Linked DNA regions of Mus musculus: regions 2, 3 and 4 are each linked to region 1. The links are chromatin contacts, called in public Hi-C maps. All regions are on one chromosome and are shown on one strand. Each heading gives the region's core, a stretch centred on a gene start, on an enhancer-like site or on the middle of the called end of the contact. The rest is flanking DNA. Distances are from core to core; before and after follow the strand shown.

Region 1 (5,391 bases), core at 1,234-3,733:
GGGTGAGGGAGGGTCATCTAACCCCTGACCTCTGACCTTCCCTACCACTTTCTCTTTGATGTCAGATGGGTTTAGGAGAGAGTCCTGATGGCTGCTGAGTCCAGTTCCCACTGAGCGGCTCCCAGTCTCCCTGCTCAGATCGCCACAGGCACTCTCCTGGGATCCTCTAATGCCAGGAGAGGAGCAAGAGGCCAACTGTGTCCCCTCCTCCCACCAATGTCTCCGGGGAACAACTAATCCTACTCCCCCCCCCCCATAGAACCGCTTCCCCAAACCTCATTTTGAGAGGTGTGACACCTCTTCGTGACCATAAAGAGCCTATCTGATTGTGACCAATCCTGCCTCCCTGAGGGTTCCCAGGGACATACACATCCTTAGAGCAGAGAACAAGGCAGACACAGCTCACTGGCTCCCAAACTCTCCAGCCCTTGGCACATCCAATCACCTGAAAATCTCCATGCCCAACTCCAGAGCACAGGCCACTAAGCTCTTTGCAGCCATCCCTACAATCCAGGGGCCAAGCTTCCCTGAAACATATTCCTCCAGACCTTGCTCCTGGACAGACACTGGCCTCCAAGTGGGTAGAGGCTTCTCCTTTGCTCTCTTCTCCCCTCCCCTTACCCCTTTGCTGTCTATCTGGACATCCTTGACCATCCTGGAGGTAGTAAGGAATGAAAGGCAGAGCTAAGATATGGGTCAGGATTGTCTCCAGGAGTCGGGGACATCTTCTGGGGCTGTTCATCTCCCTCAAAGTGTAAGCTGCAAGAACACAAGCTGGTCTCTCTTATACCAAGAGAACTGGTGGGCTTTGGAGAGAGCCTGACTCCAATTCCTTCAGGCTTTGTAGTCCTGAGGCAATGGTTGGAGCAAAGAGGGGAGGGGGTGGACACTGAGAGGGCAGTAGCCACAGCACACTGGGTCCCTTCTTGCTCTAGTCCGTCCCCAAGGCAAAGAGCTACCCTAAACGTCTCCCTCAGAGCCTGGCCACCGTCCTAGTCAGTCCTGGGGCTCCCAAGGGATGAGAGCACGGGGCAAAAACCAATGAGCTGCCCTCCGAGCATCCAAGAGCTATCCACACCCTTCTCCTTCCTGGGGCAGAGAGGTCAGAGGGGTGGTGGTCACCTGGCTGAAGAATGAAGAATGAAAGAAAGGCTATGCAGGCTCCTGGCCCTGACTCTTCCTTTCACTCCTTCACAGGCCTCTGGCCCCATCCCTACCAAAGAAACACAACAAGAAAAGAGCAGGCCACTACACAGGGTCCCACTCAGCCGGGGCAAACCAGCCAAACGCCACGCAGAGTTCAATTTTTGAGAGAAAGGGGGTGGGGGGAAGGAACCGCAGAATTGTGAAAGAAATTTCCTTCCCAAAACCCAGGTCGTCCTCTCTCTCCTGCCTCCAGCAACCTGACTCAGAATTACCCTGGGCAGTTATGGAAGCCCAAGCCAGGAAAGGGTCTGTAGGCGCCCAGATGCAGATGAGGGTGGGAAAGGGGGGGATGTCTCGGAAATGCCCAAAATGGGGTTGGAGAAGGCGGCGGGAGGTGGGGGGGAGGAAAAGCAAAGAGGTAGGCGTCCATGACGGCCAGAACACGTCCGAAGTCTCCTCGGGAGAAGCCAGCTTCCAACTTGTTTACTTATTGGCATGTTTTGCTCTCTCCAAAGGGAAACAGTTTTTTTTTTAAAAAATCCCGATTGGTTCTCAAGCAGTCCCTATCTGTCACCTTCCCTCCAAGGCTAGGCTAAGCTTTGCCTCTGCCGCCGCTATCTGCCACCGCCTGTCAGGGAAACGAGACGCCTCTACTTTATTCCACTTGAGCGTGGCCAAACTGTTGCTATTTAGTGGGGGGCATAGAACCCAATTCGCACCCTCGAAACGAGCAGGCAGAGGGTGGGGGCGGGGACAGGAGCTGGGCCCGGGTGCACTCCGCCCGGAAGGGTCCTCTCCAGGGAGAGGTACCCACCAGCATCATCAAATCACGCCTGGCTAGGGCTGGAGTCACCTGAAACACGCAGCCCTACAGCATCTCCCGAGCCAGGGCGAGCCTGATGCGCACCCGGCGGGCTGCGAACAGAGGCGAGCTGGGGAGCGCAGGGCCAGTTCCCGGGCCGCGGGCGGGCAAGACGGAGACGCGAAGCTGGGGCGGGGGTGGGGGGCGGGCTGGGTAGCGGCCGCCTGACTTACATGGAAGTGATATTCCTTGAGATGTCCGTAATGTTGATGCTGGCGTTCCCATTGCTGTTCCCTGAATCCTGCCCTTCCAGGAGAGGGAAGAGGTTCCCATCGTCCGGCCGCCGGCAATTGATCTCAGTCTTGCTGCAGACACAATTTGCAGGGCAAGCCAGCACGGAGCCCACATAGTCCAGCCAGACGCTTCCCAGCAAGAAAATCCGCCAGAAACTACACTTGGCTGGGCAAAGAGAGACATCCATCTCCGATCGCTGCTTCTAAAAAAGAGGAGGAGGAGGAGAGGAGAGGGGGGTGGGGTGGGGGGAGTGGGGAGAGCAGGGGGGGAAGGAAACAAAGACAGCGAGGGAGGGGGGAAGGGGGAGGGGGGCCTCTGCCTTTGAAACGCCGAACGATCAGATGCAAAATCCTTCAGCGTCGGAAACCATCGCGGCCGCCGCCGCCACCGGGTGGGAGCCGCGGGGAGCGCCTAGTGGCGCGGTCTGCCGGGCATGGTGGCCGGCTCGGCGCTCGCCGGCTTGCGGGGTCCAGAAGCTCTGGAAACGAGGCGCGCTCTCCGACTCCGAGACTTTGCAGGGTTGTAACAACAGACGGTGGGAAGGCAAAAATAATAATAAAAAAAGAAAAAAAGATGGTGCTAAAGTCACCAAGTCCCACCTCCTAGGCAGAATTAAAACGGACACACCTGCAAAACACACTCGCACACACTCACATACACACGCGCGGAGCTGGAGGAAGGAGGAGAAGGAAGATGCAGTCAGAGCTGCAGCAGTCGCGGCGAATGGCTCGCTACGCGCCTGCAGAAATGTACAAGTGCTCCGAGCCTTACGAAACGCACGGGTTATCGGAGCGTCTTCCTCGGTTCCCTCCCTCCCTCCTCCCCTCCCTCCTCGCGGCCTCCTCCCCCCCCCCCGCCCCCCGCCCGGGCTGGGAGAGGCAGGAGAGCGGAATCTCCCCCTCCCTCCCCTCCCCACACCCCTCTCTCTCCCCGCCCGTCCTCTCCCTCCTGCTTCCCCACCCACCCACCCACTCGCCGGCTCTCGGCTCTCGCCGGTACCGCCACCCGCAGCCGCGCCGCTGCCCGCCCGCTCCACGCCCGCGCCCGCTCGCTGCAGCCGAGGGGAAAACGAGACGGAAAGGAAAAGTTGCAGTTGGGATTCCGAGGGTCGGCGTTGGGGAGGGAGAGTTGGCAAGCTGACTGAGCAACACGAAAGGCGTTCTCCCTTCCACTTTTTGGCCCTCGTGCTGCCCGGTTTTGCTGCAATCTCCTCCGCAGGAGGAAGCGAAATGAGCGTGGCCCAGGTGACCCGGGATGCTCCCCAGCCTGAGTGAGGGTCTCGGGCTCACGGACAGTGACGGGAATCAGGAGCGCACAGGAACCCGAGCGAGGCAGCCAGGGACGCCGGCCGCAGACGTGCAGACCTAGATCTGAATGACACTCATTTGGGTAATCAAGAGTCCCGGGAGCTGGGCTCAGCTTGGGAGGGGACTGCGTGGCATGGCACACTGAGTGCCCCTGAGCCTATTGCTCCTTCTTGGCGGTGCGTTATGGGTTCCGCCTTGGACAAACAGGGACCAGAGAAGGAGAGAAAGAGGGAAGGAGCGCCTGCAGGACTGCGCTGGAGAACCGAGGTGGCCCAGGGCGAGCGATTCATGCGAAAGAAGCGGCCAGGAAATTGAGATGCGAAGGGCATTTTTTGGCAAGCACCACGCCAGCACCGTCGGAGGCCAGCTTCTTGGGCTCAGCCCTCGGGTGCGCCGAGCTGGCAGCCTGGTGAGGGGGTGGGCGGACTGCTCTCTCCGGATGATTTGGGGGGCACAGAACCTCCTCTTTCCCTCCCCCACAAACACCCCTTCCTGGTAGGGGCTCAAAACAGGTGCAGCCTTCGAGGCAAGTTTAGACCTGATGGGGAGAGAAGTATAGCCCCCGCTTTTTGCCTTGATAGGATTGTTTTAAAAATAAAATGCAAATGTAAATATGCCAAATGCGAGCTATTTCCTGAGAAAGCCTGAGATTTTGCTGTGGGAAAGGAGAAGAAAGGGTTAGGGGAATCCGAGCAGGCAGACACACTACAGCATTCACACGCAGAAGAAAGCAGCGCTCTCCTCCCCGAGCTTGGGTGAGGGCAGGCAAGGAAGCAAAATACATTGAATTCAACAGCATCCAGGATCTGAAAGGATTCTCCCCCGCCCCCCTGTGGATTCCAATGCAGGTCATGCAACTTGCAGGCAAGATGGGGGGAAGGGGTATTGCGGTGCCACCAGCCTGCCCCTAGTGCCACCGACAGACAGACCCGATGGCTTGCAGTAACACTTTTTGCTGGGAGTAAACTTGGGTGAAAGGAGGAAAAGAAAAGAGCATGCCTATAAAAGGCATTTTCCCCGACTTCTCATTACACTCTGCCTTCCTTTTGCCCCAGTGAGACTTTTACACCCTGTCGCCATGATGGCCTTGTCCCCAGAATGGCATTTTGCCCTCCCGCCAGCAGGAGGGGACAGAGTGGAGACAGCCTTAGACTCTCAAACCAGAACCTACTGGCTTCAGGCCAGTCCCTGATGTCCTTGTCCATTGGGAATCTCCCTGACACTTCAAGTGCCATCCTGAGTGACTTTAGGGTTCTCTGAGAGGCAGGGAGAGTAAGGTGTAGCCAGGACACTGGAACTTGGCCTCTCTTGAGAGATAGCAGAGGAGAAATAGGAAGCATTTCCCAGACTACCCCAGGGAGACAGAATAGCTGACTGCCTGAGGGGATTTAGTAGAGCTCCAACAAGGAGAAAGCATAGTTGTGTCTTAAAGGGTGCCCCGCCCATTTTTAAGGACAAGGACGATTTTTATTACTGCCTGCAAAGAAAGGATGCTATCCATAAGTCGGGTTTCAAAGCAAAACTTTGGAAACCTCTTCAGAGAGTGAAAATTCAGGCTGTGAAGCAAGGGACTCTGATTGGACAAAAGGTCTTTCATTCTTGACCGTGGATAGGATGAAGGTAAGGTGCTAGGAGCTCTGAGCCCACTTAGAAAGTAAAGCTTAAAAATGAAGAAGGCTCTTTTTTTTTAATGCAAGTGGAAAGAGCAGAGTTCTACTTATGACCATGAACAAATAGACTTACACTCTGGGCCTCAGCTTTCAAATCCATGAAATGACCACATGGAACCAGGTCTTTGCTCTCCTTTAACTGATGACATCCACAGTCCCTGCCAGCTTGTAA
Region 2 (5,391 bases), core at 1,041-3,540, 110 kb after region 1:
AAGGCCATGGAAGAAGGAAGCTTCTGCTCTTTACCTGCTTGCTTGAGCCTACTTCTTTGGAATTCTGATGTATACTAAAGAGGAGCTGAGACAGCCAACTTCATGGAATAACTGAACAGATACTGATTCTAGGACCATCTGTTGGTTGACAGCCATTGTTGGACTAACTGGGCCACAGCCTGTAAGCCATTCTAATAAATCTCCTTTCTATAGATGACAGATGATTGGTAGATAGACAGGCAGGCAAATAGATAGATAGACAGACAGATAGATAGATGATAGATAATATATAGCTAGATGATAGATAGATAGATAGATAGATAGATAGATAGATAGATAGATAGATAGATAGATAGATAGATAGATAGATTTAGATAGATGATACATATATACATTTATTCTGTAAATTCTGTTCATCTGGAGAAGCCTGACTAAAACAGTACCTGTGACTGTCTCACCCTGAGATCCAGAGGGGTTTTTTTCCCACTGTACTATGCTGTCCTTTGATGGGAGATATCATGTGCCATGCCTCAGTGATCACAAACACAAACACACACATACACACACTCACACACACACACACACACACACACACACACACCACCATCACCACCACCACCACCACCACCACCACCACCACCACCATCATCATCATCATCTAACTGACTCCCACAGCTGACCCATGAAGTTGATACCACTAGCCACTTTGCATGTGTGGAAACTGTTGACTCTTAGAGCTGAAGGGACTTCATCACATCTTTTACATGGGACACAGAGATCATTTCCATAAAACCAAGTATATTTTATCCATCATCATGCACTGTGACCTACTCTGCTGTGGATGTGAAAGGTCTAAGGCAACAGAGTGAGATGTAACACGATAATAGCCTTTCTGTAATGTGAAGAAAACATCTGGTGACATTTCCAGCCTCCACATCTGTATCTCCAATACCTAGATCACAGCATCCCGTAAGCCATGAAGCAGGGTTCCACTACTCTGTCCTTACTCATGGTGGCCTAAGACTCTGGCCCAAATGAGAAGTATTTCACCTTCAGCAATCAACCTGGTGGCATCTAGATGGAGGGTTTTGGTTCTGTGGTACCTGTGACTTTCTAGTGTCCCTCTTTCCAGACCCATAAGCAACTCCTTAAGAACAAAGGGATCCATGCTGCCTGAACTGTTGGGAAATGCACCCCAAGGTGAGAGGTGCAAGCAGGAATGCTGCTGTGACAGACCACGATGACCCAAGGGTGGCTGTCCTGGTGATTGCTATGACAGATGCAGAGTGGAAAGCAGATAGCTGTGGAATTTCCAGTTGTTGCTCCTGTCCAGTCTGCTGGTCTCTGCACTCAGGAAAAATGGTTAAGATGCCCATTGATTAGCACAGAGGGGAAGGCTCATCTGAAAGAGATGTCCAGGCAAATGCTGTTCCAATTTGTCACAACTTGTGGACCTTTCATGACTCTGATATATGTGGCCAACTAGAAAGAGACCCTCTTAAACATCACAACTGGAAAATCAAAGCTGAAGAAGCAATTGCTGATTTTTGGCCACGGGTTCTTTTAACCAGGAGAGGTCATGGAAATTATGAATTGTTTCCTCTCCTCCAGTCACATCTACTGCTGATGAGGAACATCTCAGAATTTTTCCAAAAATAATCAAAGGAAGGACCTTCCTACAGACACAGCTGGGATCTGAGTGCTTCAGACTTGGGTCTCAAACTTCCACACAAAATGAAATAGTATGGAAGTCTTATCAAAAGCCTGACCCCTTAGGCCCTAAAATAAGGCTTTAATCTGGGAGGTCTGGGCAGAGCCCAGGAACTTATATGTCTAATAAATTTGCTTCTTGATTTACCATCTTCCACCTAAGCTGTGAGGACCATGAAACCAGAGTCTGGTACATTCCCTTTTATACCAAAGTGGGCAAGAAGTTGGGGGCTGGAAATGGAAGCAACAGAGACCCCAGGGTCAAGAGTTTCCCACTTTAGACTCTCATGCTCTCCCTATTCTCCCAGCCTCCTCCTTGCCTTAGTCAGAGTTTCCAGGTACTTAAGGCTGTTCTCCCTGGCTCTAGACTTACGAACCTTACTATGCTGGCAAAGATGGGAGATGCCACTTCTCAGGAAAGAGGCTCTGACCAGTAAATGGGGGATGAAAAAAATGAAATGGCATTTCCCTGGAGTGATGGGGGTGTTAAGAGGTAAGAATGCAGAGCTTGTGGGGGAGGCCCCTCCAAGTCCCCCAGCCCTTCACCATTCTCCAGTTCTGTCTCCCTCCCCCACCACCCGCCTCCTACTTGGAACCAGTGACTAATTGCATTGCGTTTCTCTTTGACTTGCGTCATCCAGCAGAGAATGGGTGGTTGTTTTTACAGCTTATTCTTTCAGGGATTCTAAGTGACATTTTTTAAGTGCTCTTCCCCTGCTTTGGAGCAGCACAGCCTCCTCTCTTCTCTCCCCCTCAATCTGTTTCTCTCCCCCTCAATCCTGCTCCTTTCCCTCTTCCGGGGACTGCTAGGAAGAATAAGAAGAGCTCAGAAGACACGGGGCTGGCCCCAGAAAAGCAACCAGAAGATCTCTCTGTGCTCTGAAGACCCCAACTGAACAGAAGCCCCCAGGACTCTCCACCACTGGCAACATCTGCAAGAGAGCTGCCACAGTGGTGGAGAGCCATGCTGGGAAGCTCTTCTTTCTCTCTCCTCTTCTCTTCTTTCTATCCACAAACATCTCCTGATACCTAGTACTAGGGAACAAAAACTAAAACAAACTCTATTTCTCTCCTTATAGGTGGGAAGCTCTGGAATGAGTCAACCAGCTATTAGCAATGTACATGGTAATATCCTAAAGGCAATAAGGTCCAGTATATCACATGAGTAGAAAACACAAAACCTAGCCTGCAAGAGACAAGATGATCAGAGAAGTGTCTAGGTGGTGATGCTATGAAACAAGGATGAGATGTCCACAGACAGCAACCAACTGGACAGAAATAAGGAAAATATTGTCATGGCTTGAACTACTTGGGGGGAGGAAGTAGAACTTGAAAGAGCTTGTGTGGAACTAGGGCGATGGCTCAGCAGATAATTACATGTACTCCATGTGCTCTTTTCACAGAGCCATTGTTCAGTTCCCAGCATACACATTGTAAGGCTCATAAACTGCCTATAAGCTCCAATTGGTTCAACAACCTCTTCTGGCCTGTGTGGGCACCTACACTCATGTGAATATAATTAAAGTAAAATAAGCTAGGTGTGGTAGGCACATCTTCAGTTCTAGTACAGGGGAGGCAGAGGCAGGCAGATCTCTGTGAGTTCAAGGCTAGCTTTGTCTATACTGTAAATTCCAGGACAGCCAGGGCTACATAGTAAAACCTTGTCTCAAGGAAAAAAAGGAAGTTGTAGGGTAGAGACAGGTCATGAGCTACTAAGCCACTCTTACTTGGGAATTGAGTTCCTTCCTCTGCAAAATGAGAGAGTTGGGCTAAATCACTTCCCTGGCATCACTTTTGCTTCTGCAACTCGAATGTCCAAGATTCTCTTCCAGCATCAAAGAAATGGAAACAGCTCCATTAATGGGGTTGTGAAGTGAAAGGAGCCATTGGCTTGGAACAAGAGACCTGTGTATGAATCTAGCCACTTACCATTTGAAGGGACCTTGGACAAAGCAGACAAGATACTCGAGCCTTCTCAGCTGCAAAGCACAGAGTGATGGAGAGGATGTTGTTTTTAGCTTTTAGGCTAGACTCTCCATGGAATGACAGAGGAGTGTGCACTTAGAGGTGAGCACCAAATATCTGAGATCCTATTGCCAGAGGGCCATCTCTAGCCACAGAGAAGGTTAAGGACATGGGGCCTTCCCTTGATTGGAATTGCTTTCAAAAGAAGTTTAAGATCTCAAATGTGGTGTCTACTAGAGGGAAGGTAAGCACACACACTGCTTTTGCGGAGAACATGAATGTGGTTCCCTGCAGGAGTCTCCTCAAACATCATGACCAACAGAATAACAGTCTGCAGGAGGCAAGAAGGCAGTCCATTTCAAAATGACTCAGTCGCTGGTGTTGATTCTGACCCTGAGTAGTTTATTTTAGCACAGCATAATTTGGAATAAAGTTTCCTGATGATAGTTAACTCAATCCTATGCAGAAAACAAAGCTTAAGACAAGGCTACATCAAAGACTACTCCTACATAAGACTACTACTTTGTAAAGTACATGTGACAACTTTCATAAAGATTGGTTCTATACATTAACTGAGAAATGAGCTCAGGAACTGGGGGAAGATTCATTGTGGCCACAGAAATAGCACAAAGGTTACCAGGCTATTAACCACATCTGCTCCCAGTCTTCTGGGTAGAATACAGATTATGCCTCTCTCCCTTTGAAGAGAAAACCCTGTGTTTCTAACATTGTGGTTCCCCAAGTAAGTACAAAGACCTCTGTACCTTGAAGTGTAAACTTCTGGTTTCTTTGGAAAGTCAGTTATGTCAAATGATATCTTTGCTGGGGCACACAGCTAAAAGGATGTCTTGCTAAAGTAGATATGAAAAGGGATGTATAATGTCTAGAAGGAATATAAATATGACCCCACAGACAATAGGAACTCGAGCTCTACCTAGCTACTCTTCACTGACAGCATGCATGTATTGGTTTGCCTTACATTGTGTTCCTGAGCTCAGCTTCTGCCAACTTCATAAAGAAAAACTCCCGCAGAGTGGGTGGGTGGGAGAGTGGGTGTGGGAGGGTGGGGGGACTTTTGGGATAGCATTGGAAATGTAAATGAAATAAATACCCAATAATAAAAAAAGAAAAAGAAAAGAAAAAAGAAAAACTCCCCCAAAGAACTTCTCATGAGGTTCCTGCTGCTTCTTGTGTCTTCTTGCCACTTCCACAGCCTCAGGCCAGTTGGCAAGCCTTGTGCTTTCTTCTGGATTGAACTGCCCTTACTGGTTTGTATGTGGTGACTGCCAAGTAGACTGGACTGCAGCTGCTGGTTCATATGTGGTGTTTGCTACTGGACTGAACTATGATATCCTAACAATGAAGATTAGACTCAACCTCAAAGAACTATTTCTAAACAGATCTACTTCCCCCCATACCCTAATAACTTTTCTCTTCCACTACCTCAGGTAGGTGGTGGGGTAGAGGAAGAGGTTGAAACCTTATTAAAGTAAGTTGAAAAAAGTTTATGCCTACAGTACTCCCTATAGTTCCCAGCATCCATGAAAAGCAGATCACAACACCTGTAAACTCCAATTCCAGAAAAATCAAACCTGTTTTCTGGCCTCCATAAGCACCTGACTGAGTGCACACATGCAAGTGTGCATGTAAACATACATACACACATAATTAAAAATAAAGTCTAAAATCCCAAATGCCAAAGTTCAGAGTATGGGT
Region 3 (5,391 bases), core at 1,654-4,153, 83 kb after region 1:
GTAAGCCAGCCAAGAGGATTTTCTCAAGGCAATGACATAATCTCCAAAGGGCATGAAGCATGGCCAGCGGCAGCTTGCATCACCCGGCCAGAGCAGCCACGTGGCTTTGTGCAGAGTCGAGTGGCAAGGCAGTCTCCTCTTGCCCTTCTGTGAAAGGATTGACAAAGCTGCTAGCAAAGCACAAGCGTAGATTCGGTGTCTCTGCTGAAAGCGGTGGTGGCAAACCTGCACCTTGAGCCTGTCAGGTGCTGGCAAGTTCCTCCTCTGTAGCCCATGTGCTGGAAATGGGCCTTGTGGGACACAAAGAGTGGCTCTTTGAGATGAAAGCATGCTCACTCCTCGACCTTGAGGTTCTGAGATTGTGAGTGGAGTTGAAGAAGAAATGTGCCACCCGGGGATCCATCCCATAATCAGCCACCAAACCCAGACACTATTGCACAATGCCAGAAAGATTTTGCTGAAAGGACCCTGATATAGCTGTCTCGTGTGAGGCTATGCCAGTGCATGGCAAATACAGAAGTGGATGTTCACAGTCATCTATTGGATGGATCACAGGGCCCCTAATGGAGGAGCTAGAGAAAGTACCCAAGGAGCTGAAGGGGTCTGCAACCCTATAGGAGGAACAACAATATGAACTAACCAGTACCCCCAGAGCTCATGTCTCTAGCTGCCTATGTAGCAGAAGATGGCCTAGTCGGCCATCATTGGGAAGAGAGGCCCCTAGGTCTTGCAAACTTTATATGCCCCAGTACAGGAGAACACCAGGGCAAAGAAGTGGGAGTGGGTGGGTAGGGGAACAGGGTGGGGGGAGGGTATGGGGAACTTTTGAGATAGCATTTGAAATGTAAATAAAGAAAATATCTAATAATAATAATAATAAAAAGAAATGCGCCTTCGCTTACTAAAACTGTAACTGCCACATTCGTGATCTGTCTGGATGCAGATTTCTCTGGAAATCTTTTATTTTACTGGAAGTATCTGTTCTGAACCTAAGCTTAATGCTGACACCGCTTACCCTGGGCTTCTTTTTATCTATCTATCTATCTATCTATCTATCTATCTATCTATCTATCTATCTATCTATCTATTTTTGCCTCCCAGTGCCCTTTTAGTTTGGTAGGGCGACTGGGGTAGAAGAATCATGTAGCCCAGGCTGGCCTTCCTTCTGCCACCTCCCAAGAGATGAAATTACAGAATTTCCCTGCTACCTCCACTTTCAACTCCCCTTCAAGCATCTTTCTTCCCATTTCCTTTGACGATTTCCTTTCTTTATGCTCTCCTAAAATACGGTGTCCTTCAAAACTATGTTTTCAACTGCGTTTTCCCCTCCATATCCCGAGGAGTGACCTTCAGGGTACCTATAAACTCCAAGAAAATTATTTAACTTAAAAGTTTAAATTATTTAAACTTAATAAACGTCTCTCTGTTTGTTCATGTCTAGATTGAAGTCTATGGATTTGTCAGGATTCGTGAAACGTTCACCACTGGCAGAAGGTGACAGCACCATTCTGCCACCTTCCTGGTTAAGACCCATCTTCCTGTGGGCTTCAAGCATCCCTTCTTGCTCCCCTTCACAGCCTCCCCACCTTTCCCTACTCTTAATCTGCCTCCGTTCAGACTCCTCCCATCTTTCTGAGAAGCCTCACAGGCATCCCAAAACACATCCATGAGGGAACTCCAACAGAGAACCCATGTCTCCTGTCTTTATGGATGGCCAATTCATCACAGGGCCCTGACCTCTGGACAGACTCCACTGACTCATACCTTCTTTCTGCCTTACCTTCTGACAACTTAAATTGATGCCTCCTCCTCCTCCTACCTACTCGGCATCAATGCAGGGCCCCGCCCTCCTTCTCATAATCCTGACCCAACTATTTTCCATAGATCCAGTCCCTTAGTCATCTCACACAGCTATCTGGGTTCCTTCCAAAATCCTAGTGATTTTTTGTAAGTCTCTTGTCCACCCACTGCTTTTAGGGAAAGGTCTAAATAGAAGCTAATTGGGGGATAGTCTCCACCAAAAAAACCCTGCCCATCTCCACTTTCAATCCCTAACACTCTGTCTCTGGACCTTCCCCTAAGCAAGCCCACACTTCCCATCGCTCACCAATTTATTTCCTTGCCTAGTTCTACTTCTCCCAAAACAGCGAGTTTCATTGTTACCTCTTCTGTGTTGTGGACCTCAGGCTGGCTAGGTGCCTCTTCTTTAGACTCCAGTGGTATCAAACCACTGTAAAAGCTTCTACAAGACTACACTATCCATTGAGTTATAAACATTACATGAGCTAGACGCATGTGCTTGCCTCCCAAAGGTCGTATGTTCTATAAATGTTTGATAACTGAATATTAGATGGAATGGGTGAAGTGGTAGTTTTATTTGTTACCTGTCTTGTGATGTTGAGCAAGTCTGGTAACTCCTGAGGATATCAGTTTCCTTATCTGCAAAATGGAAACCATAATGAAAATACTGAGGTATATTAGACAATAAGTCTTGGGTCATCCACACAACTAAAGTCGAAATCACCAAAATATAATTCTTGAAACTATGTAGTTGCAAAAAAAAAAAATGTGAAAAGGGGGTGTAGAATAATTTAGTCAGCATGACTTCAACTGTCTACAAGGGACAGCTGTGAATAAACGCTCCCTCGCACATGCCTGGAGTGACAGAGCCAATATTTATCCTTGAGTGGTGGGACTGTGGTGACTTCATTTTATGCCCCCAGACTTGCCACATTTTTGTTAGTGAGCACGCAATACTTTATGATGAAAAGCTAAACTTTATTACCAAAAAAGAAGAAAGCAGTTTCTAAGAAAAGAAGCCGCATCCTCCTCACTTGGCAGTGTGTTGGATGCCGCCCAGCATTCCCAGGGAGGGAGCTCTTGCCTCCCTCCAGCACTTTTTGTTCTTCTACAAAGGCAGGTCCACTCCACTCTGTCCCTCCCTCCCACTGAGCTTGCAGCATCGCTGGGCAGCCAGGTCTGCAGAGAGAATGAACGCAAGCCTGGAGCATCTTTGTCTCTGGTCTTGTGATGAGAAGAGGAGAGCCACATACCCACAGTGACTTCAGCCCCTAATTGTTTGAACCCTTGCTGCGTGGTAGCAGACTCACAGACCCAGCCTTTGAGGAGTTCCCAGTTCCAAGGTTCAATCCGCCGAAGGTCTCCATGTCAGATCTCACTAAGAGTTGAAGACTTGCTGCATCAGAGCAACTTCAGACCCATAGCCTTGGGGCTTCCAGGAACTTGAACTCTCAGCCATTGCTGGTGGGAGCTGAAAGTGTTCCAATCTTTCTGTTGTGTGACCTTGAGGCTATTTCTAAGACTTTAATTAGGAAGGCGTATCTTAGCTAATTCTGCATCAACTTAATCAAGTCAAGGGATACCCAAAAAGCTGGTAAAACAAGGTTTCTCAGTATGACTGATTCCAGAAGAGCTATGTGTTAGGAGCATAAGGATAAAGCAGAGACACATTTCAGCAATATGAACAGGCCTCACCCAACCTACTGACAGCCCTAAGGAACAAAAGTCAATGAAAGTTTAAATGTTCTGCCTCTTCTTGAACTGAAACATCTACTTGCTTTGGCCCTTGAACGCTATAGCTCCGGGCTCCTGTGTCTTAGCCCTTCAGAGTCCAGCACATGCAGCAGAGGCTCCTACCTTATCTGTCCCCCAGTTCTCAGATTTTGGAATGCAGACCAAACTATGCCAATAGCTTTCCTGGTACCACGTGCAAATGGCATACCATGGGACTTTCAGTCTGTATGTGCCAGTTCCTGTTATAAATCTCTTCTATATTTATCTCTATCTAGTAGGTCCTGTTTCTCTGTAGAATCTTAATACACGTGGCAAATCAACATTCAAAAAAAATGCACATCAGTTATTGGCTCCAACCTGCAATCCCAGCTGCTATGAAGGTTGTGTTGTAAAGCAGGAGGACCACAAGATAAAAGGCCAGCCAGGGAAACTCCGTCTCAAAATAAAAAAATAAAACAGGGTGTGGCAGTGTGAATAGGAATGGCCCTCTTGGGCTCATAGGTTTGATTGCTCGGTCATGCCAAGGAGTGGCACTATTAGGAGGTATGGCTTTGTTGAAATAGGTGTGTCCTTGTTGGAGGAAGAGTACCACTGGAGTGGGATTCAGGATTTTAAATGATCAAGTCAGGCCCCAGGGTCTCGCTCTTCTTGATGCCTGAAAATCCAAAAGTAGAATTCTCGGCTCCTTCTCCAGCACCATGTCTGCCTGCCTGTCACCATGCTTCCACCATTAAGATACTGAACTAAACCTCTGAAAATATAAGCAAGCCTCAGTTAAATATTTTCCTTTATAAGAGTTGCCATGGTCATGGTGTGTCTTCATAGCAATGGAACACTGACTAAGACAGAGGGGATACTGGGAAAATGCTTGTTACCAAAGTATGAGAATCATAGAGCCCCAACATCCACATAATTGTTGGGCAGCAATGATGGCTCACTTGTAATCCCAGCACTTGAGAAGCTGAGACAGAAGTGCCTACCACCCCAGCAAGCTGGCTAATCAGAGTAACAGAACTGGCAAATTCTAGGTGCAGCTGAGAGACCCTGCCTCAAAATAAAAAGTAGAGTGTAACTGAGGATAAAGACACCTGGAATTAACATCTGACCTGTACATGCATGTGCACAAATGTGCCCATGTGATACACACATATATGCACCCACCTGCATACATATACAAAACAAACAAATAAATAAATTGAAAGAAAGAAAGAAAGAAAGAAAGAGAGAGAGAGGGAGGGAGGGAGGGAGGGAGGGAGGGAGGGAGGGAGGGAGGGAGGGAGGGAGGGAGGGAGAGAGAGAGAGAGAGAGAGAGAGAGAGAGAGAGAGAGAGAGAGAGAGAAAGAAACTAAGGATATAGCTTAGTGGTAGAGTACTTTCCAGGCATGTATGAGGCTCTAGGCTGACTCTCATGTAACACACACACACACTTTTTCAAACACTATGCATATTATTTTAATGAGGATAGTGCAAATTCCAAAATATTGATTAAATTTTAATGGTATTATTAAATAAATTAACAAATCACCATGCAACTGCCAAAATACCCAGGCAGTGGAGTAGTTAATTACACAGAAAGTATTAGAAGACTATTGTTACATTTGAAAGCAAGTTACAAAATAGTCACAGGGATAAATGTGTTCTAAATGTGTCTGTAGAATAGGATGCTTGAGGTAGGACAAACACAAAACTGTTAGCAGTTATTTCTGAGTAGCCAAATTTCAAATGACTTCTTTCTTCTTTGGGCTCATTTCTATTTTCTACACTTTCTTGCAATTAGTTCAGATCGCTTTCATAACAAGAAAAAACTTTATTTTAAAGAAAACCCATTTTAAGAGTTGCATTTTGACAAACTTCCAG
Region 4 (5,391 bases), core at 1,733-4,232, 70 kb before region 1:
CACATACATTCACACATGCACACCCACAGAAACACACACATAAGTGCACACATAAGCACATGCACATACACACAAATACACACAGACAAACATGGCACACATACCACACAGACAGATACCCACACACACTACACAGACACATATACTACACAGACGCACAGACACACACACACACACACACACACACACACACATACACCACACACACAGAGAGAGACACACACATACAAGGTCAGAATCCTAGAGAAGCCTCAAAGCCAGGTGCTTAGACCTTGTGCTTGTTAGACCTTACTGACTTACTGACTGAACTTCTGAAATAGCTATGGGGACCAGGAAATAGCACTGAGTGAGCACCTACTCTATGCAGCCACAGGAGAGGGTGTCTTGTGGCTAGTATCAATCCCTCTCCTATGGGAACTATTTGCTAGTGTTTCAAGAAAAACCCTTGGACTTAGTTCTTCAGCCAAGACATGAGGAAACCAGTGACATGGCTAACTCGAAGCTCATGACCTCACTGGCCTTCACATGTTCCAGTCACATACCCATTCTTCAGACCCTCTCTTAACACTGAGGAAAGCTGATTTAAGGAGACTCCATCCTTGTTGCCAATGATGCTTGGCACTGTGGAAGAAACAGGTTTATTTTAGGGTCTGGACTGGGCTTCTTAGATTGGTTTCTGAGGGAGTTGAGGGAGATCCCATGCACAACCAGAGATGAAGTCAACCCGGGGCCAGTGCACAGTTTACCCCATCTGAGAGACCCGGGTTCCCTTCAAGCTCAGGGCCATTAAAGCAGCTGGGTCACCTAAGCCCACCCAGGAAAGGCAGAAGCTCTGCAGAGCCAAGGAAAACCCTCAGAGACAGAGGGGTTAACCTGGGAGAAAGGGGGTTTTTTGCAAATTCATTAACAAGAAACAAGGGAGGAGACACAAGACGCAAGCTTGCTAAGGAATGGAGTGGAACTGAGATTAATGATGACCCCAAAACAGCCAAGGGACTAAACTCATTTTCTAAATCTGTCCTTAACAAGAGAAATGGACAAAAGAGATGTGGACAAATGGAAAGTAATGAAGCCTTAGGGGAGGGGGAAAAAAAGAGAAGAAAATCTACTGAGAATAATCAAAACTGGAAAATATGAATGCACCGTGTAACCTCCCAAGGCTTAGAGCCATGCAGACCAGAGCCCAGAATGTTTATTCAGCAGTAGACTGAATATTTCAACATTAAAAGATGACAAGGTTATAAGAAAAGTCTTAATGGTTTAGCTCAGGGGATCCTGAGACCCCAGATGCCTGGAATGAGGAAAAAATGGCATCTAAGGTGATTTTAGGACTCTTCTTCTAAGAGGGCTGTGTGAAAGATTTTTGGAAGCATGCAGTGGGCCAGCAAGAGCAGACCATGGCTGCATTATCTAGGTCACAACAGCCCTGCCCTGAGCGGATCAGAATGCTGACCACGAAAACAGCAAACATAGAGAAATTACCAGGGAGGACATGAGTACCCAAGCCCACAGGAGACTGGAGAAAAGACACAAATGGACGTGAAAAGGGAAAATCAATTGAGGAAACTTGCCACCTGCCTCGCTAGGGAGCAAGGAATCATTTCTACACAAGGCCCCAAGAGAGGCAATTGGCCAGTCAACTAATGGTGTCAGTGCACTGGGAATTGACTGTCTTCGCAGGCAGCAGATAAATGTGTAGCCGCCGAGAAAGTCAAGTTGGGAATCTGCAATTTGGTGAATTCTGTGGCACAAATTCATCTGAGGTTCAATAAGATAATCTGTGTAAGAGGAAGAAGAAAAGATGTGCTTCAAGTCATCAAGTATCACGGGGCCTGGACTGCAGAAAGAATAAAGGGACCCCCACCCATCTCCAGGGCTCATACAGCTTGACTGGGGAGGAGTCAACTGCCCAAGTTGCACATGTAAGGTTTGAAGTCACAGGAGGCTGGAGCAATGCCATCAACATTTCTCTTTCTCGTCTCCTACTGCAGATGTTATAGTGAGGTGAGCACTCACGGAGATGGGCCTGCCTGAGACAGGGTCAAAGGAAAGGGGAGAGAAATCAGCCCCAGAAATGGAAGTCTTGGGTTCCTGCAACCATGTGGCTCAGAACAGGTAGTCTCCACTCAATAGATCGTTAAGGATCCTTTTCTTTGCTGAGAACCTACCCAGTGTAAATAATTGCTAACAGCCCTCAAAATGTCAACTAGCAAGCTAAGAGGCACTGCCCATTCACCCACACACTGTTAGGGACCAGGTAACTAGCAGGAATTGGCTGCTGGTGCTCCTTCAGTGGTCTCTCATGGACCTTCCCTCAACAGGGCCCATTCTAGGGTAGGCAGTTATTACCTTCCTTCCTCTCCAGCCTGGTTCCTGAGAAGGGACAACAGCCAGGGCTAAACAGGCTGGAATGGGGCTATTATAAGAACAGGCTCTAGAGCCCCAGAAGCAGGTTACTTGTGGTTGGCTTCTGTTTCTGACATTTGGTAGCTGTGTAATTAGGCAAGTTGCCTAAACTCTCCGTGCTTCAACTGGCTGTGAGTAAAATGGGGAGGGTGATTGCACACACTTACTATTAGGAGCAGAGAATAGCATATGAAGTGCATCAGCAAAGGTTCAGCACACAGCAGTGGTTCCCAGAAGCCACATCCTAGGAAGTCATTGGATTGGAATGCTTATCCTCCAGAGAGACAAGATAGGTGGATAGAAGGCAGTGGGTAATGCCAAAATAAACTGACAACAGCTTTCTTCTGGTCTTGCCCTTCCCCCGCCCCCCATGGTTCCAGCTGTGTCCCAGCTCAGACCTTTGTTCCAGGAAGAAATGTCCCAAAATGCTGTAAGGTCAAGACAGGGTCATTAAATGGTACCTCATTTTAGAGTTGTGGAAACAGACCTAATAGGTTTAAGCAGCTTATCCAAGATCATGGCACAGTAGAGAGAAACAAGAGACTGTGTGAGGCAGAGTTGCCCAGAACCACTCTATCCAAACAGTACCTCTTACACACCGGCAGCTGTCCTCCTGAGCCTTCTCCCCACACTCTGCTCCTCTTCAGGCCACCTCTCAGATGCACCATTTCATATGTTTCCCAGCTCAATCTCCTCAAATCAGTGTACCCGTGGGGATCCTATCCCATGGGCAAATGGCTGTGTTTTCAAGTCATGTTCTATTGGCAGCTCTTGCTGTTTACTGATGGCCAGACACAACAGCCTTGAAGCAGAACCGTGTATCTAAACAGCTCTAGAAGGAAGTCCAAGGGGATGTGGCTGCACATATCCATGGTGGCAGCAACTGTGCCCTCAACAGTATTGTCACCCAAACCCTCAGCCCTTCCAAATCCAACTCCACAGTCACCTCCTCCACTCAGACTATTTCTGACTAACAGTCTCTGAGGTCTCCGGGGTCCTCCAGCACCTCACGTGGGAAGATCCAGAGAATGGCAGCTGTCTGTGCAGCCTGTCAAAAGTTGCAGAACCTTAACCTGTTCATTCTCTGCAAGTTCATGTATTTAAGTGATAGAAGGCTCAAAGCTGGCCTTACAAGAGTGCTCCCCTTAATTGGAGTCTATTTCCAGCATAATGGAGGAAGAAGTCCAAAAGTATTGTAGGCTCCTGGTGCCCCATCCACCTCAAGTAGAGAGTAGAGCCACTGTCATTTATGGCTTCTCTTCTTCATCTTCTAGTGACCACAACAAATGTTTGTTTCTCTCTCCTACTATGACCAGGGAAGGTCAGCTGTGGTATGATCCCATCATCTTCCCAGAAAGATTCAGGCTAATGGAGCAGTGGTCAGCTAGAGCATTGCTGCCTTCTGCTCCATAGCAAAGTGAGACGAGACACAGTGGGCCTCATGCAAAGTCTCAAAGCTTCTACCAAGAAGGAGCACAAGGTGTGTGTGTGTGTGTGTGTGTGTGTGTGTGTGTGTGTGTGTGTGTGTGTGTGTGCGTGTGTCTATGCACAGGGATGCGTACAAATACACACAAAGTATAATTCAAAGTGTTTCAGAATATTCCCAGAACTATGTAATGCATTACTGCAATCAACTTTATAAAAATTTCATTATTCCCAAGAAAGCCCCCATACCTAGTACAGCCCTAAATTATCTGATTATGATGGAGATAATAAATATGGAAACATTTTTATGTTACAATAGAAATGTCATTTTTCTAAGTCTCAGATAGTATTGAATTTATTATACTTTTTCCTTGTGTCTGTTTAGTTGACTGGGTGAAGACAGTTTTTCTATAAATCCTTGCCTGGCTGGGCTGGAATTTGAGGTATAATACATTGCAGCTCCAGATTCTTCATTTTTCCTTTTTTTTCTTTTTCTTTTCTTTTCTTTTCTTTTCTTGTCGTGTGTGTGTGTGTGTGTGTGTGTGTGTGTGTGTGTGTGTGTGATGTGTTCACATGCATGTAGGCATACATGTGTGCACTGGTATACATGTATGTGTAAGTACAAGCATGTGGAGGATGAAAGTCACTATCAGGAATATTCCTCAATCACCTTTCCATCCTATTTTTTGAGACCAGGTCTCTCAATCACACCCAGAGCTCACCAACATGCAAATCTCACTCACTTGCTCTAGGATCCCCCCTTCCACCTTCCAAGACTACACTTAAAGACTAGCCAATCTGCCTACTAGGCATTCACGATTCACGTGGAATATGGGAATCTGAACTCTACTCCTCTTGCTTGACAAACGCCTTCCCTCTTGGTCCTCCTGCCTCCACTTCCCAAGTGCTGAGATGACAGAGGTGCACCACTACATCTAATAGGAAGGGTATTTTTTAAATGGCTCTACTGTGCATCTCTGTCCAGTACACCTTCCAAAGGAGACCTTAACTCATGTAGAAAAACAGTCTGAACAGCTCTGAGATTTTCTGTACACTATATGTATATAGAGAGAGTGTTTCATTGAGGATAGGTACTTGTATTATTTGGGGAATTCCAGGGATTGTACACAGAGTCATTTACAAACTGGGCAAATGGTCACTAAGCAATATTCTCATCCCCTTATATGAGGTAAAACCTATAGCTTTAATCATTCTCTCTAAGGATTAAAATAAAAATAGGTGCCACTGTTTTGACTTTGTCCAGGTCCCTGAGATGGTAAATTTTAGGGACAGGAACACAACTTGTGTGTTGATTGTCTTAGGCATGTAGCACTTTAAGGGGACATGAAGGCTCCTTAAATCCCGCTTTACTGCACATTTATTAAGTCATGTAACAAGAGACTGACCACCACACTGTCAATCAAAGAAGAAAAACAGCAACTAACTTATACTGACTCTTATTATGACCCAGACATTCACTTCGATACTTTGATAAGGTTTAGCTTGTCTCATCTTGCTAAGAAGCATATTATCCCCATTTTACAGATGAGAAGATAAGGC

The links. A called contact is a pair of places that touch in the nucleus more often than the background predicts.
Region 2: a contact with region 1 is called in a Hi-C map of cerebral cortex, with 5 times the contacts expected there. The contact joins the enhancer-like site here to the promoter of Ntrk3 in region 1. A contact is called at or near these places in 1 of 484 Hi-C or Micro-C datasets (cerebral cortex) and 1 of 115 datasets of contacts at active chromatin or transcription factors (neural progenitor cells).
Region 3: a contact with region 1 is called in a Hi-C map of cerebral cortex, with 2.6 times the contacts expected there. The contact joins the enhancer-like site here to the promoter of Ntrk3 in region 1. A contact is called at or near these places in 2 of 39 promoter capture datasets (the HPC-7 cell line and hippocampal neurons), 1 of 15 datasets of contacts at CTCF or cohesin (CD8 T cells), 9 of 484 Hi-C or Micro-C datasets (DN3 thymocytes, the HPC-7 cell line, the N1E-115 cell line and 4 more), 1 of 115 datasets of contacts at active chromatin or transcription factors (neural progenitor cells) and 2 of 9 other capture datasets (adipose tissue and liver).
Region 4: a Hi-C map of cerebellum shows a contact between it and region 1, with 2.5 times the contacts expected there. The contact joins the enhancer-like site here to the promoter of Ntrk3 in region 1. A contact is called at or near these places in 1 of 39 promoter capture datasets (hippocampal neurons), 7 of 484 Hi-C or Micro-C datasets (cerebellar granule neurons, cerebellum, cerebral cortex and 2 more) and 3 of 9 other capture datasets (adipose tissue, liver and pancreatic islet).

The regions. Positions count from the first base shown.
Region 1 is chr7:78,575,355-78,580,745 of GRCm38.p6, forward strand. It overlaps Ntrk3 (neurotrophic tyrosine kinase, receptor, type 3), which reads right to left and starts at 2,484. Exons shown (of 17, transcript NM_008746.5): 1 at 2,182-2,484. The coding sequence starts at 2,429.
Region 2 is chr7:78,688,856-78,694,246 of GRCm38.p6, forward strand. All of the region lies in intron 5 of E430016F16Rik (RIKEN cDNA E430016F16 gene), which reads right to left. Among named protein-coding and RNA genes, the nearest start is that of E430016F16Rik, 27 kb to the right of the region's middle. Within about 2 kb of position 2,291, at least 33 of the 459 cell types and tissues checked have an H3K27ac peak or open chromatin away from gene starts, as enhancers often do. A contact at or near this core is called in cerebral cortex, where this site is marked.
Region 3 is chr7:78,658,233-78,663,623 of GRCm38.p6, forward strand. E430016F16Rik (RIKEN cDNA E430016F16 gene) reads right to left here. Exons shown (of 11, transcript NR_015542.2): 7 at 2,385-2,439. Among named protein-coding and RNA genes, the nearest start is that of E430016F16Rik, 57 kb to the right of the region's middle. Within about 2 kb of position 2,904, at least 6 of the 459 cell types and tissues checked have an H3K27ac peak or open chromatin away from gene starts, as enhancers often do. A contact at or near this core is called in cerebral cortex and cortical neurons, where this site is marked.
Region 4 is chr7:78,504,754-78,510,144 of GRCm38.p6, forward strand. The region is part of intron 3 of Ntrk3 (neurotrophic tyrosine kinase, receptor, type 3); the gene reads right to left. Among named protein-coding and RNA genes, the nearest start is that of Gm39038, 67 kb to the right of the region's middle. Within about 2 kb of position 2,983, at least 9 of the 459 cell types and tissues checked have an H3K27ac peak or open chromatin away from gene starts, as enhancers often do. A contact at or near this core is called in cerebellar granule neurons and cerebellum, where this site is marked.